Linked DNA regions of Sus scrofa: region 2 is linked to region 1. A link is a contact called in public Hi-C data. All regions are on one chromosome and are shown on one strand. Each heading gives the region's core, a stretch centred on a gene start, on an enhancer-like site or on the middle of the called end of the contact. The rest is flanking DNA. Distances are from core to core; before and after follow the strand shown.

Region 1 (3,455 bases), core at 935-3,434:
CCACATTGCTGTGGCTCTGGCATAAGCCGGCAGCTATGGCTCCAATTAGACCCCTAGCCTGGGAACCTCCATATGCTGTGCGAAGTGGCCCTAGAAAAGAGGCAAAAAGACAAAAAAAAAAAAAAAAAAAAAAAAGATAGCTCGTAAGATGGACATACTTTTAGGAGCATTGCCATCTTTTTATATACGATCCATATAGTAAAAATTGTTTTTCTTATTTGTATATAGTAAAAATTTTTACCTTGTTGCCAGGCTTTTGGAGTATTTGGATTTAATCACTGTATGCTTTCCTCTCTGCCACAATCTATTTTTATTCCCTTTCTTCTCTTCTTCCTTGCATTAGTTGAAGTGTAACCCTTCCCTGAATATGTGGTATTTGTCTTCTTTGCTGCCATAATCTACTGGGTACTCCCTTCAATACACACATTATTTTTTTGGCTTTTTAGGGCCACACTGGTGGCCTATGGAGGTTCCCAGGCTCTAGGGGTCAAATTGGAGCTACAGCTGCTGGCCTACACCACAGCAACGCCAGATCTGAGCTGCATCTTCGTCTTACACCTCAGCTCATGGCCTTGCCAGATCCTTAATCCACTGAGCAAGGCCAGGGATCGAACCCACAACCTCATGGTTCCTAGTTGGATTTGTTTCTGCTGCACCACGACGAGAACTCCCACACATAAAATTTTAGTGGAAAATAAAAATGGCCTCAGTTTTTGTTTTGGCTATCATTGGCTCTTAAACCATCCATATAGTCTTTTTTTTGTACATTTTTATCATCTGAAGTCAATACTCATCTGTCTGATAAAATTCACATGTTATAATACTATTTCTATTAATATTCATTTTCCCAGCAGACCAATTTCTACTTTCATGGACAACTTTGGTACCTGGTTTATGATTCCACTTGGTCAGTTCCTGCCATCTTTCTCTCTGGTTAGAAGTTTGATCCGAATCCGTTAGACTCATCCATTGAATTACTTGGCTCTAAAAACCTTTGACTCCCTTCCCTACATTATCACTTCCAAACAACCTCTCACACGGATTTTATGATCACAGGCCCCTGATCTACATCTGTGATCTGGAATAAGGCCCTCCCCCTCTCTAACAGCTGTATCCTCTAAGGTTTAAGAGGGCATGAAATTCACCACGTCTATGAAAGTTTTGTGTAAGGGAAAATAGTCAGTCATGGAGTGTGTGTGTGTTGTGTAGTTTTAGGCAATTAAGGTATCATTTTACTTATAGCCATTTTAATTCTTAACCAAGCCACTGTTGCCTTTTCATTTATACATTAGGCTATTTCTTATTGTTAAATACAAAAATACTTTGAGCATAAAAGTGTGTTCTCCCTACTTTCCTGCTCCTTATCTTTTGGAGATTCCATAAGATAACAGATTAGAAAATACTGGCATTTTTATGGCTTTACCACATATTGGCACAGTTATTTTTAAAACAGTTAAAAATATCTCCAGCAGAGCATAAGTTTTTCTACACTCTATTTTTTTTTAATTTTGCTAAGTGAGGGGGTAAAACTTAACTATTTTTACTGTGAAGATATCTTGATTTTGTTGATTACTAGTGGTGATTTTTTTCTATGTTACATTTCTTTTGTGAATTTTCTTTACACGTTTATCTTTGATGCTTTTGGAGTTTCCCTAAGATTTATATGAGCTTTCTACGTAGTAAAAATTAATCTCATGCCATCCACTGTAGAAATTTTTCTAAATGTGTTTGCCCCTACGTTTTGAATGTATGATACATGTTTTACAAACCTAAACTCTCTTAATTTTTATGTAGTCATACTTGCTAGTCTTGTAGGATTTTTGGTCCATTCTAATAAAGTATTCTTTCCTATCAGGTTTAATAAATAGTAAGTTGAAGGTTGGGGTGATATTGGTTCCTTGGTTTTTCTTTTTTGCCCTTCTCTTTAATTCATGTAGAATCATTTTGTTTGTTAAAACTTTTTTTTTAATGAATTATTAACCTTTGGGTTATGCTCTTGATTTGGATGTTCTTTCCCTTGCTCAGTGCGTTGCAGTGTCTCCTTGCTTATTATTTATAAAGGTCTTCACGTTATAGGCCTTTGATATTTGCAGATTTAACATTTACAGTTTCAGCTACTCTCAGCTGACTCCAAGGTCTGTCATTCAGTAATTTGTAGTTTTGCTGAGACTGAAATGTTGCTTGCTTGCTGCTAGGCTACAAATAGGAACTGATCATGTAAGCGCAAAGAAGGAGCCTATTAGACAGGCCAGCACCTGCATCTCAACGCAGCTTTGTTTTTCTCTACTTGTCGTCGCGTACACAGTAACTCTCGAAGTGATAAAAGCTGTTTCTTTGTGAAATATGGGCCCGAAAAGAAAATCAACTGCTAGTGCTGGTGATGGAAGTGAAGAGAAAATGAAGAGGTCTAAGAAAGTGATGGTTCTTAGCCAGAAAAATAGACGTTTTGGATAAATTAAAGTGGTTTTGCAGATTCAGGTAAGTTTGTGGTTGGTTAAACATTGCTACAGTGTTTATCAGTGGTTTATATTTTGGGTACTAGAATTTATTTTTATAACTATATAAATGATTAGTAATGTATTTTTAGAAGCACTGAGGATTTGAAGATGTCAGCTGTACTTGACTGACTTTTATGGGAGAAGTTAAATACTTCAGTAGTATTTGAAACCTTGAGAACTTTGGGAAATCTTGATGTTCTTGCAGTATATAATGTTTATAGTAGTGCCTTATCCTATTCCCATAATACTTCTGCCCTGTGGCACTCTTAACACATTTAAATAGTTTTAATGTGTTTTAATGTGTTTTGTTGTACCCTACCCCTGGCATCTAATATTGGTCTTTTTCTTCTCCTCCCAAATTATGTTCTTTTTATCATACCACAAGAACAATATGGTGTTAAGTTTAAAAGATCTCGCTGGGAGTTCCCATTGTGGTACAGTGGAAATGAATCCGACTAGGAACCATGAGGTTGTGGGTTTGATCCCTGACCTCTCTCAGTGGGTTAAGGATCCAGTGTTGCCATGAGCTATGGTGTAGGTTGCAAACGTGGCTGAAATCTGGCGTTGCTGTGGTGTAGGCCGGCAGCTACAGCTCCGATTAGACCCCTAGCCTGGGAACCTCCATGTGCTGCAGGTGTGGCCCTAAAAAGCAAAAAAAAAAAAAAAAAAAAAAAAAATGTCATTAGTACTTTAAGATTATTTTACTTATGTAGTAAGTTGAGAGGAGTTTTTTAAAAATACCTATTTTTTTCCCATTTGAGAACTGTATCTAGTCAAATATTAAAATAGCCCCGAAATAGTTCTACACATCTCTTAATGAACTTCAGCAAACTTTTTGAACATTTGTATGGACTGAGGTTTATATTAGATACTGGTTATGGGCAGGTTTCTCAGGGAACTCCCTGGGAGAATAAAAAGATAAGGTTAATCAGTGGTTATAGAAAGTGTGTGAAACAT
Region 2 (3,331 bases), core at 662-3,161, 59 kb after region 1:
CAGTTTAGGATGAGGTGATGGGTGATTTTATGATGAAAATTTCAGACATACAGAAAAAAGTTTAAAAGGACAGCACAATGAACATCCCTGTACCTATATTCAACTCAACATTTTGCTCTGCTTGCTTTATCACATATCTGTCTGTTCATCTGCCTATCTGCCCTTTCACAGATGCATCAATTCATCTTTTTTTTTTTTTTAATGCTTCTTAAAGCACACTGCACATATCAGGGCACTGCACCCCTAAACTTTAAGCATGAGCACAATCAACTAGACTTTAATATTTGTAATTTTTTTTGAAGTTCTTGTGTGGCTCAGTGGGTTAAGGATCCGGTGTTGCCTGTGAACAGTGGTGTAGGTCTCAGACACATCTTGGATCCCGAGTGGCTGTGGCTGTGGCTGTGGCTATGGCTGTGGTGCAGGTTGACAGCTACAGCTCTGATTCAAGCCCTAGCCTAGGAACCTCCATATGCTGTGGGTTCAGCCCTAAAAAGACAAAAAGACCAAAAAAAAAAAAAAAAAAAAAAAAAAACCAAAACAAACACGAAAACCCACACACATTATGACCCATATTACATAAAAATTATGACTCATATTACAAAAGCAGGGCATTTGTGACAGGTCCTGAGATATAGCCCTGTGTTTTCAAAAACTGCTCTAGAGAGGCAGACCAAAGGTGCACAGCTTTCAAATGAAAAACTGAAACGTGTTCTCTGAATTACTAAACACCACCCTCATTGTCATCAACAATGAAAACGGTAGCTTTCAACAGTTTCAACAAAGTTGAAAATGCTGAGTTGAGTTTTTCAGTTTTTTGTTTTGTTTTTGTTTTTAAGTTTGAAGCCAAAACCAACACATTCTTTTGGACGCTGCTGAAGTTTTTTTTCATGGTTAATATGCATGCTGGTGATATCAATTCTGAAAACTATGCAACATTATAGAAAAAAAAGTAACAAGGTTATAGTCCCACCCTGCGGAGATGAGTCCTGTTAACGAACTTTTCCCACTGCGAGTAGCTTTCATTCTAATAGTGCTTTTTGGACTAGCATTCTTTTTAACAACCAGCACTTTCAAACAAAAATTACAGAAAATATCGATTAACAGTCTTTTCCTTTCTCTGGCTGGTGGGATCTAGAAATTGCTTATAGGAAGAAACTGTTCTTAAAGGAAAGAAGTTGGGCAGAAAAGTATCTAAAAAGAGAAATGGAAAACATCACGCTTTTATTTTGGTTGAATTACCAACAAAGAAAAGGATTAGCACGGACGGGTACTTTTCAAAAATATTTTTTTTTTCCCTCTGGCTCCCGCTAGGGTGGAGGAAGTTGTCTTCGTTCTGCGAAAGGGTGGAATAGTGGGGAGGGACAGATGATGGGAGTCTCTCCCCCCCCTGCCGCCCCCGGCGACCCCATCCTAGGCGGGGTCGGCTGGGTAAGGGGGACTGCTGAGATGGAGGCGGCCAGCAGGTGCCTGGGCGCCGGCCCCTACCCTCCTTCTCGTCCCCCCCACCTCCGGCTTGGCCTCGCCCCCTGGCGGGCGAGCGCCTGGTGCCAGGCGCCGGGTGGGGGGTGCACGCCCCGCAGGCAGCGGGAAGCTACCGGGGTGGGGGGAGTGCCTGGCCCGACCTTCCTCCGGAGCCAGCACCCGCCGCAGGCACCCCGGGAACATGTCCGCGGCCCGCGCGCGGAGCGGGGCCCCGGGGAGAAGAGCCAGGGGAGGGCGGGCGCAGTGGCGGCGGCGGCGGCCGTGGAGCCGCTAGTCCCCTCCCTCCGGGGGGAGCAGCTGCCGCCGCCACCACCACCGTCAGCGCGCGGGCCGCGGCCGGAGCGAGCCGGGCGGGCGGTGCGCGGGGAGGGCGGGGGCGGGGAGGGGGGTGGGCGCAGGGGCGGGAGGGCGCGGGGGGAGGGTCTCGCGCTCCCGGCGACCAGAGCCCGAGAGAGAGACCCTGGCGGCGGCGGCGCCTGACACTCGGCGCCTCCTGCCGTGCTCCGGGGCGGCATGTCCGAGGCTGGCGGGGCCGGGCCGGGCGGCGGCGGGGCGGGGGCCGGGGCGGGGGCTGGGCTCGGGGCGCTACCCCCGCCGCCCCCCGCGCCGCCGCCTGCGCCCCCGCAGGCTCCCCTTGCGCCGCCGCCGCCGGGGGCTCGGGTGCCTGCGGACCGGCGACGGCGGTGGCGGCGGCGGGCACAGCCGAGGGACCGGGAGGCGGCGGCTCGGCCCGGATCGCGGTGAAGAAGGCGCAACTGCGCTCCGCTCCGCGGGCCAAGAAACTGGAGAAACTCGGAGTGTACTCCGCCTGCAAGGTACGCGCTCCGCTCGGGGCCCGCCCGAGGAGCAGCGGCCAGGCCCGCAGGACCCCACCCCCTCCCCTTCCCGCCCCCACCTCCCGCCTCCCGCCTGGGGCCGCTGCACCGCGGAAGTGCTGCTGTGCCCGCGCCCAATTAGCAGCTTCTCGGACCAGAGTCCTGTCGGGAGGGAGAATTGATCTCCGCGACGGAGAGCCTTTCCTTCCTTCCCTTTGGAAAGAGTTGCCGCTGCGTTCGCGCTCCTGGGCTGCCCTGGGGCTTTGTTGCTCTGTAGGAGCTCGCCGGAGGCGCCTTCCTGGGAGTGGAGCTGGGCTCACTGTGCGGCGAGCGCCCTAGGGCCAAAAAAACATCTTTGGGGATCTGAGCGTCCCCTCTCCGCCCTCCTTTCCCTGTGCTCCGTGGGGCGGAGCTGGGTGGAAGGAGTGTGGCTGGAGTGGGATCCCTGACTCCCAGCGCTTTGGGAGCTCTAAGGGGCGGAACGCGCAGGGTGGGAAGTTGGGTGCAGCCCGAGGCAGGGTCTTAGAGCTGCGGGCGCCCTCCGCGGACGGCAGAGGCGTTAAGGTGCGCGGTGACAGCCCCGTCATTATTGTATTATTACTTGTTTAGTTGAATCGCCAGCCTCTCGGGGTGTAAACAGGATTTGGCAAGGTGACAGCCCAGCGCGGCGGGCGCTACTGCTCAGTTTGAGAACGCGCGTTTCTCGCCATCCCGTTTCCATGCCAGCTCTGGGCACCCAGTCACCCCTGAGCTGCGGATCCAGATGTGGGCGCCGAGCTTCTGGAGTGGCGACATTGGCCGAGGCCGCGGGGCAGGCTGGCCCTGCGCTGTCAGCAGCGGCTTTGTTTTGACAGGGTGACAGCTGAGGGGGGCGGGGACTTGGCCTTGTCAGCTCCTGCGGCCTGTGGCCGAGGCGGGGAAGAGACACACACACACACACACACACACACACACCTCCCCTGTATTCCTCCCGCCTGCTGCAAAACGGGGTCCAGTTCCCAGATTCCAGATCTCCACAGCCTAGCTGCAGCAGG

Evidence for each region. A called contact is a pair of places that touch in the nucleus more often than the background predicts.
Region 2: a Hi-C map of skeletal muscle shows a contact between it and region 1, with 1.9 times the contacts expected there. The contact joins the promoter of KAT2B here to the enhancer-like site in region 1. A contact is called at or near these places in 6 of 47 Hi-C or Micro-C datasets (alveolar macrophages, brain, embryonic fibroblasts and 3 more) and 1 of 2 datasets of contacts at active chromatin or transcription factors (alveolar macrophages).

What each region holds. Positions count from the first base shown.
Region 1 is chr13:6,924,442-6,927,896 of Sscrofa11.1, forward strand. The region is part of intron 1 of RAB5A (RAB5A, member RAS oncogene family); the gene reads left to right. Among named protein-coding and RNA genes, the nearest start is that of RAB5A, 17 kb to the left of the region's middle. Within about 2 kb of position 2,185, at least 2 of the 83 cell types and tissues checked have an H3K27ac peak or open chromatin away from gene starts, as enhancers often do. A contact at or near this core is called in skeletal muscle, where this site is marked.
Region 2 is chr13:6,983,240-6,986,570 of Sscrofa11.1, forward strand. It overlaps KAT2B (histone acetyltransferase KAT2B), which reads left to right and starts at 1,912. Exons shown (of 19, transcript XM_021071366.1): 1 at 1,912-2,104; 2 at 2,107-2,297. The coding sequence starts at 1,996.